Linked DNA regions of Canis lupus: region 2 is linked to region 1. The links are chromatin contacts, called in public Hi-C maps. All regions are on one chromosome and are shown on one strand. Each heading gives the region's core, a stretch centred on a gene start, on an enhancer-like site or on the middle of the called end of the contact. The rest is flanking DNA. Distances are from core to core; before and after follow the strand shown.

Region 1 (4,677 bases), core at 1,843-4,342:
TCGCGAGGCCTGGGGTGAATGTACGCTCTCATCACGTGGGCGGCCCTGAATTGCAGCCTTGTCTTTGGGTGTCTCCCTCACCCCCTCCCTCGTTTCATTTAAATAGTCAAATCTGGGCAACAAGGCCACTGGGGGGAAGCTGTCCTCAGTTCCTGGTGCTCCACACACAGCTGCCCCTAAAGCAGCAGTTGGGAGGTTCCCTGCTGTCTCCTCACTCACCAGAGGGCACAGGGGAGAAGCTCTGGCCACTGGGCCAGGGCAGGAGGTCCTCCTCCACGGTGGCTTCCTTCTGCAGCCCTGGCTCACTGTGAGAGCCCTGACCCCACAGCCGCACCCCCCGGGGCCCGGCACTCACAGCCGACTTCCAGAGAGACAGCAGATGGGGCGAAGCCTGTCACTTATGAAACTGAGGAAAGCCCAGTTGCTTTTCGCCCCGTCGGGGTTCCCAGCACTAGGCTGTGGACCCAGACGGTGTGGGGCCAGGTCTGTACCAGGCCACAGGGAAAGTTAACGCTAATTTGTTTTGTTTTTTTTTTTTAAGATTTTATTTATTCATAGAGACAGAGAGAGAGAGAGGGGCAGACACAGGCAGAGGGAGAAGCGGGCTCCTTACAGGAAGCCTGATGTGGGACTCGATCCCGGGTCTCCAGGATCACACCCTGGGCTGCAGGCAGCGCTAAACCGCTGTGCCACCGGGGCTGCCCGAAAGTTAACTCTAATTTGATTGAAAGGACTGGCTCCCTCTTTTTTTCCTTCTTTCTCTCTCGCTCTTTCTTTTTAAAAAGGACACTTTTTCTGCTTTTTTGATGTTCAAGGATGCTTTCTCCCACAAAATAAGCCTTTGGAAGGTGGCAGTTAGATGTTATTCAGGTTTTTCATTCTTAAATCTCCTTAATTGGCAAAATTCAAGATGGTGAAGGGATGATGTGTCCCTGGTTTGGGAAAAGTTTGGTGGCTTCTGACCCTGCAGGAAGAAGGGTGGCTTCCCTCAAAGAACAGAGCGGAAAAGAGAGCCCTGGGCATGGCCAGAGAGCAGGGCCCCCAGGGAGGAATCCAAGCCCTGGGGCCTAGACCTAAAAGGGCTTTGAGGACAGGAGACTGATAAGGCATCCAGGCCTCGGCTAAGAGGAGAGAGGACACCTGTGGGCATCACGGGCACCTGTCCTGAGAGGCGGACCCTGTACACCTGCTGCAGCTCTGACAGTAATTCGGTGCAGACAAGGGGAGGGCAGGAGAGGTGGAGGAAGGGATACGGGAAACCAGGCCTGGACCCCAGCCTGCCACCAGCCAGAGGCCTGGCCCTCTCCAGGCGCTTTCCCCCACCCGCAGGCAGGGGTCGTGGGAGCACAGGTTCCCAAGGGCCTCCAGGCCCTGTCCGGGCTCTGGCTTGCCAGTGTGCTGCCAGTGTGGAGTCAGAGACTGCGTCTGTAACCTGCACACAACCCACACTCCCTGACCAAAGGGCCACTGTAGGGGTTAGTGAACTATGGCCCTGGAAGCTCTCCGCAGAGGCCTAGCACACAGCCAACACCCAACAGCATCGGCCTTCCACTCGGGTCCAGGGAGGCAGGAGAGACATCCCTGTAGGCCCAGTGGAGTCAGTTTAGAGTCTTCCCATCCTTTTAAGACCCAGTTGGCGGGTGCCCATGGGGGCAGCGCTTGTGGGGAAGTCCTGGGTCCCTTCCCTGGAGTGTGAGAATGGGGGAGTGAGGGAAGCTGGCCTCGGGAGGGGGGGTCTCTGGTGCAGTCAGTGCTCGGGCCCGTTGGCCAGCTGTGTCCTTGTTAGCACCCTGTCTTCTCCTGCTGTCCCCCTGCTCACACTTGGCTTGCCATGGTTAGGAGCGGGTGGCAAGAGTCTGGTTGTCTGGGTGCAGCCTCTGGGCAGGTGGCCCTGGCTTCAACAACCGTTGGTCTTGTAACCTATCTGAGCCTCAGTTTCCTCATCTGCAATGGGGAGTGATACGGGACCTGTAGTTCAGGTTGCCGCGAGGATGAAATGGGATAACACCAAGACCAACGCCTACACTCAATGCTCAAGACAGGTCCGTGTTCCGTGACCTACTTCCCCTCTTGCCTGGTCCGAGGGAACTTTCTGCAAGTCTACGGATGCTACCTGGGAGATGCAGGGGGACAACCTGTCCCCCGCTGTGCCCTGGCACTGCCCTGTTAGACAGCAGGCCTGCAGGGTGACGGCCTTCTTCAGACAAGGTCAAGAAGTCTGTTTTAAAAAAGAGCCTTCAGCAAGTGGCTGGTTCCCCGGTTGTTAAGACAACTGGGGCATTGAGCAATATCCCAGAGCTGGGAGGGCGGTGGAGGGTTGATGGTGGCAGAGAGGCCACCATGGGTGGGGGACGCCACGCAGTGCTGAGGTGGGGAGAGAAGAAGCTGTCCCTGTAGGTGATGGTCACTTTCTCTGCTCTCAGGGCCCGCAGTGCAACTTCTGGGTGAACAGAGAGCTCTTTCTTGAGCGAACACACCCCATATCCTGGCTCCCTGAATGAGGGCTTCCAAAAAGCCCTCGCCTACGGCTCTGGAAGTGTCCGCTCTTGCCACATCTGTTCTCCCAGGAGGGTTTCCAAGCTGGGCATCCTTGTCCCGCACCTGAGCTGACCAATGGGAGCCCCGAGCTTCTGCCCTGGAGGGCCGCCTCCTCCTGGCCCCTGGCCCCACCGATCCCGGGGGGCAGCCCCAACCGGGGAGCAGGCCTCGGCGGCCCTGGGGGAGCTCCCGGGGCTGGAACAGGAGAGCTCCGAGGCCCAGCAGGCCCATCGCGGGGCTCGGCCGGACCCCCGGGCAAATCTGGGGGACACGCCAGAGGGGTCCACGCCTCCCAGGACACAGGACAGGCTGCCCCCCCCCCCCCCCCCAGGGCCCGGCACTTACAGCACACACAGCGCGTAGGCCCTGGAGATGGACTCGCTGGCGCGCACGAGGAAGCTCCCGTCCTTGCCCGTCCTGGACAGCAGCTCCTCGGCCTTGGAGCGGGTGATGTTGCCGTGGTTCCAGCAGGGGACCATGGCGGGCCTCGGGGGGCCTCCCCGCGCCCCGCGCCCGCGCCTCCGAGGGGAGCCGAGGCCCCCGCGCCGCACCCCGCGCCGCGCCCCCCGCCGCCCGCTGCAGCCCGGCCCGCCCGGCCACTTCCTGCTCGGGAGCTCGGCGAGGGAGAGGAAGCCGGCGGCCCCGAGAACTTCCTCCTTGCGAGAGCGCGGGGAGGCTGCTCCACCTTCCCACCCCGCCCCGGGCCTCCCGGGGGCGTCGCCGCGCGGGGGGCGGGGGGCGGGGTGGCCCAGGACGCCCGCAGGTGACAGGGGCGCAGGAGGCCCGGCGACACGGTCCCCCCACCCTGGTCCCCGCTCCGTCGGGCCTACCCTCGCCCTGGGCTTCTCGCTGGGCCACGGCCCGCCCGCCCCGGAGCCCTGCAAAATTGGGGGGCGGGGGGCACCGTCCAGTCCAGTCCCCTCCCCATGTGAGAGGCTCCGGGGCACCACACAGCCCTGGGTGCTGGGAGACCTTGCGTGACACCGCCTGAGGGCTCAGGGCGACGAGGACCCAGGTGACACCTCTGTGGCATGACACCTTTACACTCATCCTCCCCCCTCCCTGCACCCCGGGGCCTGTGGGTGAAGGAGCCCTGCTCTCCATGGCAGCCCAGCTGCATGACACCAGAAGGGTGTGGAGGGCTGGGGACAGGGACATGGCGCAGGGGGAATGCAGGCTGGGTTTTCACCTCTGGGTCTTTCCCAGACACAGGCTGGCCACCCGGTCGAGGATAAAGAGCGTTGTCTTCAGTGTCCTCTGTCTCAACGGGTTTGGGGCGGCCAGCAGGGCTGCAGCCCTTACCAGGCCCGGCGTGGCTGCACTTGTCAGTGGCTCAAAGGACAGCTGCCTCCATGGGGCCACCATCCCGGACCGGCAGGTTCTGAGGGCTCCGAAGAGGATACCCACTCTTGGAGTGCACCCAGTTCTTGGGTCAGGCCCACCAGGGTGACGGGAGCACTGCTGACCTACTGCACAAGGGGTGGTGGCCCCCAATCCCACACCCAGGCCTCGCGCCCCAAGACCTGACAAGAGACCTCCCTCCAGAGGCCCAGCTCGGTGAGCCTCCATCTGAATCCCACAGCTCTTCATCTACATCTGAGCTGCAGGAGCTGACCAGGCTTCTCTCTCTGAGCCCCGGGTTCCTCTTCTCTACCTTGAAGAACGTAGACCTTAAGGGAGCTCACGTGTGCTGAGGAGCCCGCAGCACCTCCCACCTGCTGGGACACACACACACACACACACACACACACACACACGCAGCAGGTGATTCTGAACAAGCACATCCTGATTCTGAGGCCCAGAGTGTGGCCCCTGGGCTCCAAGTGAAGTTCCTTCTGGACGTTTCAGAAACAGTGAACTCCCCCGCAGTCCTCACTCCCACCTCCCCAAGCCACCCTGTGCTTCCTCTCCCCTGACCACTGCCCCTCCCCCGCTCCTCCTACTGGACCAGTGACTCAACTCCCAAACCCTCAGAACATAGGAAGTGTAGGAAGTGAGGGTCCTCTGGGCCGGCCCTGAGCTAGACATGGGGAAATGATGGGGACAAGAGCTGGCCTCCACACTCCAGCCTTCCGGAAGCCAGCTGGATGCTCCCGTCACCCACTTAGTACCCTTCTCGCCTCCCTGCTGACCTCCGCT
Region 2 (4,606 bases), core at 875-3,374, 38 kb before region 1:
CACACACACACACACACACACACACAGGAGATGGGCTTACGAGGCAACTTGTCTGAGCGAGCCAGATATTTAAAAAATGGGTATAAAAACATTCCTGGTCTCTAGGCTTCTGTCGGTTTCTGCACAAAAACTACATCTTGGAAACATCTTTGATGCTCAGATGACTGTGATGATCCTGACGTACCGAGAATAGCAAGATAACCAGAGGGTGACATGGCACAAGTGGACGGAGGCAGGGGCAGGGACCCTGGTGACCTCGGGGTGCTCAGAGGGCAGCACAAACCTTCTTCAAGGGTCTCCCCTGACACAGCGCCTCACAAGTGGGAGGTGACAAAGGAGAAAAAGGCTCAGTGCTGGCGGAGGCACACTGAGGGGTCTTCCAAGATGTCCCAGACTATTTGTGGGAGCTTTTGGAGGGGCCACTTTCTGGCAATCAGGCTGCAGGAAGCTGGAGCTGCCATGTGCTGTAAACAGCCTGGTGTTGTGGGTTCTAGGGGCTGGAGAGCCATGAGCTGTGAATGGTGGGGAGGGAGCAGACGGGGACCATGGGCTCTCCAGGTCCTGGGACTGCTCCTTGTTTTCCAGCAGTGAACAGTCCCCCACAGAACTCCCAGGGACAGAAGATAGGTTTGAAGTGGCAAGAACACGGCTCCCCGCTGTGCGTCCTGAGCCAGGACAGGGGCAGGGTCCCTCTGAGGAGGGGTCGCCCAGAACCTCTCTGGCTCTTCCTAGGTGATGACTCCACTCCCCAAATGGAAGAAATTGAGCTGGGCCAGGTATGCTGGGTATGCGATCTAATTTATGGTGTATGTAATGTCACAGGTGGGTGCCAGTGCCCCATTTCACAGTTGAGAAAACGGCGTCTCGGAGTGGTTAAGCAACTTGCATGGGTGGTCAGCGACACTGTCAGAAGAGCAGCGCCCAAGCCTTCCAGATAAGAGAGGATGGGAGGCGGTGGGTGGGGACCCACGGACTTTCTAGCTAGACAGGAGGGAGGATACCAGACGCGGGGAGCTGCCAACTCGGGGTGGAACCAGGTGGTTGGAGATTCTCCGGCAGACTTCAGCCTCCAGCGGCTCAGTGGGTGGGTTGGGTGGTGTGAAACCCGGCTTGCGGGAGAAGCTCGTATCCTGGGTGGCAGCGGGCCTGCCCTCCGAGCTGCGGTGGGCGGTGACGGGGGCGTGGGGAGGCTGGCATGTGTTATCTGTGGGCACCGTCCTGTCTCCTCTGGCCTGCCCCATGGCAGGGTCCCCCAAATCACATGTTTGAGGGCGCAGAAGCCATGAAAGCCGACACGAGGCTCGTTCAGAGTCTCACATGTGCAGAAGGGGATGATGTGGCAGCTATGGGAGGAGGCATGAGGCTCAAAGGAAGAAAAGTGGGGCCTGCCAAGCCGTCCCAGCCCCACCCACCAGCTGTAGCCAGCAGGCCATCAGTGCCCCCCGCTCACAGCACGCTCCGCCACGCTCACCCCCAGCTCCCTGGTGAGCACCAGGCTGCCCAGCGGGTCAGGTGGGCCTGGACCCGGTTGGGGGGAGGGGCGGTGCTCTATCTTACTCCCAGCCAGCAGGCTGGGATCTCCCATCTACCTTGTTCTAACCAGTCCCTGCTTCCTGAAGCTGGGTTCTTTGGCTTTTTCTCTTGCCTTGTTTTGGGCAGACTTCCCAGAACGACTTGGCATGGGTTCTGCTCACTGCCAGTCTGCACTTAACTTCTAAATCCACATCCCTCCCCGATGCTCAGAGGCAACGTCTCCATTTCTCAACCCATGCCCCTTCCCCAGGCTTGCAAACCTCCCCCTGTCCAGCTTCCAGTTCCTGCTCCTGTGGCAACTCCTCCCAGGCTGCCCTGCAGCCTCGACCCCAGAACCAGCAGCCGTGCCTCCCGCACTCTCCTGCGGGGGAAGCCTCAGATGCCAGGTCAACCCCGGGGGCATTCCACAGCTTGTTTGGCTTTATCACTTGTGAGCTGGGAGCCCCACTGGGATTTGAGATCACGAGGTCCCAAATCGCTACCTTTCGCTCTCTGGTATCTGTGCAGTGGGAGGGTGCCCCGCGCTCTCCTCACAGACTTGAACAGCTTAGAGAGGGCTTTGAACCTCTCACATCAAAGGAGCTGCCGGCTAGAGGAGGGAGACATTGACACCTCTGGTTGGTACTGAAATGACAGCTCTGGAGGCATCGTCTGAGGTCTCTATTGGTGCCACCACAGTCGGAGCCGGGGGTCAGGCCGAGACAGTGCTCTATCTGCCAGCATGCGGTTTGGGTGTTTGGATGGTGGAGTCCCCATCTGGCGACCGCATGCCCACAGTGAAGACCCTGGGGCAGGATGGGTCCTTTGTCAATGGTCACAGATGACAGCTAGAAACTATGCATCGCACCCAGCATCCCAGTGAGATTGGCAGGTACTACGGGAAAGGTTGCACGCTTTCTCCAACACCTCACACCAAGAGCAGCCCAGACTTCAGACTACGGGGAAGGAGGGCTGTGGCTGAGTGGCCCTTCGCTGCTATGGAGTTCCACAGCGACGCCCCTCATCGTGGCACCTTACAACATCTTGCACTAGAGTGTGAAGAGTTTACTTCTTTGCCCAATGATGTTGGGTTTGGCCACATGACTTGCTTCGACCAACGCAATGTGGGCAAATGTGCCAGTTCTAAGCTCAGGGCTTAATGGACAATGTGGGGGTCTGCTTGCCCCTCCTGGACCCCTGCCATCTGCCATGAGAAGAGATGCTCCAGGGAGCCTGTGGCCCTTCAAAGTGGGCCAAGAATATAGGCATGAGGAGCAGACCCGGCCCTGACCAGAAATGTGGATTCCAGCCCAGCCTAGCAGAGTCCGGAAGAACCCAGCCTACATCAGCCAACTAGCCGACCTATAGGAAATGAAATGTTTGTTGTTGTGAACCACTTAGATTTTTGAGCTTGTTATGCAGCAAACACTGACAGATACAAGTTTGAAGGGAAGTATGAACTTTTTCTGAGAGCCTTCCTCTTACTGCAATTTCATGACAAGAATTATCTCCACTTATCCATGAGGAAGCTGAGAAAACACAACTTGTTTTAACACGAGGATCTGCTACAGGGAACAAATGCCTTCAGTTTGTGCTCTCGTTCCCACTATGTCTCCTCTCTGGCCTCCCAGCTTGTCCTCTGTGTGAGGCCTTCGGGTCCCTCTGGGTCCCACCATCTTTCCAACAAGCCTAAACCCCTCCATGGCCCCCAGAGCTCCTACCTCCATGGGACCACCCCACCCCACCCCTGCCGTGCACTGCTGCAGGCCCTGCCCAGGCAAGCCACTGTCCAGGCCCAGCTCCCAACCACCTTCTGCATCTGAGCAGGGCTGGAGCAGACCAGGAAGCCAGGAAGCTCATCGAGCCAGCAGGCAGCCCACACAAATTTACTGGTCTCTTCCCATGCGCCCCATCCAGGGCCTGGCCAGTCTAGCAAAGAAGTGAGATACAGTAAACAATTAAGTAGATAATTCCAAGGTACAGAGGCAGTAAGGGGAAGACAGTGCCCTGGGAGGGTCTTATAAAGAGACTTCAGCGGGCCAGGAATTCTTTGTCAAAGAAGCAACATTTTCAGCTGAGGTGCCAAGGATGGACAGCAGTTGATCAGGCGAGGAGAGGGAAGCATCACGGCATGCAGGAGGAGCTGCTTACACAAAGTACCAGCATTCATATAAATTATAGTTTCAAATCACAGCTAGGTCCTTACGTGGGATACTGCTGGTGTCCTGCCCAGTTCTCCTAGGATCCCTTCACCACTCTATGGCTCCCATCCCTGCTCTTCTGGGGGCCCTGTGCTTTGCTTGCAACCTCACCTGATTCTCCTCGGGCACTGGAGCCGCCTCACTCATACAGAGATTCAGGAGAGACTGCGGAGCTCTAGGTTCCCTGTGCCCACCCCACCAAAGGTGCCAACGTGTGCCTGGAGTGTGTGTGTGCAAAAGCCTAGCTCTTTGCTTCCATGTGGGACAAACCCTGAGGTGTAATTCAGGCTCCAGAGCTCCTCTTAGGATCAGGCTGGATCTGAGAGTTGACCTGTGCTGCACTCTTGCTTGGCTTCACCCTTCCCAGGCCTGCATCTCCTGTCCCCTTACAAGCTTCTCCTGGGAGCTTTTCTTGAGTAACTGCTGGTATTAAGCTCAGGGTCAGCTTCTGGAAGATCTAGACCTAGGATGTTCAACTCCCCCCAAACTGGTCTTTGTTCATCTTGAGCCTCCCCTCAACAGCTGATCCAAGGACTCTCCCTCAGGCTCTCTACCCATGCCCTTCACAAACAGCAAAGAATCTGGCACATACACCCCTCACTTTATGGAGGAGCTGATCAGACTTGAAGCTCTTAGCTTCCTCTCCGCACCCCCCCCCCCCCCCCCCCCCCCCCCCCCCCGACGGCTGCCCATGAGGACCACTACCACCCTCTCTGCTCCCTCCCTCGTCTCCTCCGGGCTCAGCACACTCTTGGTGCACAACCTGCCTCACCTTCTGCTCAGGCTAGTTCAAAACCCACTCGGGTAGCTGGGCCTCTGGTCCTGTGAGTCCCTGCGCCAGCTAGACTAAATGTCTTAATGAGACTGAGCAGACTTTAGGTGACAAAACACAT

The links. Hi-C and Micro-C count contacts between places; a contact is called where the count stands out from the background.
Region 2: a Hi-C map of blood shows a contact between it and region 1, with 3 times the contacts expected there. The contact joins the enhancer-like site here to the promoter of INPP5D in region 1. A contact is called at or near these places in 2 of 9 Hi-C or Micro-C datasets (both in blood).

Annotation. Positions count from the first base shown.
Region 1 is chr25:44,795,837-44,800,513 of UU_Cfam_GSD_1.0, reverse strand. INPP5D (phosphatidylinositol 3,4,5-trisphosphate 5-phosphatase 1) reads right to left here and starts at 3,092. Exons shown (of 27, transcript XM_038574220.1): 1 at 2,884-3,092. The coding sequence starts at 3,017.
Region 2 is chr25:44,833,404-44,838,009 of UU_Cfam_GSD_1.0, reverse strand. All of the region lies in intron 2 of INPP5D (phosphatidylinositol 3,4,5-trisphosphate 5-phosphatase 1), which reads right to left. Among named protein-coding and RNA genes, the nearest start is that of INPP5D, 38 kb to the right of the region's middle. Within about 2 kb of position 2,124, at least 3 of the 20 cell types and tissues checked have an H3K27ac peak or open chromatin away from gene starts, as enhancers often do. A contact at or near this core is called in blood, where this site is marked.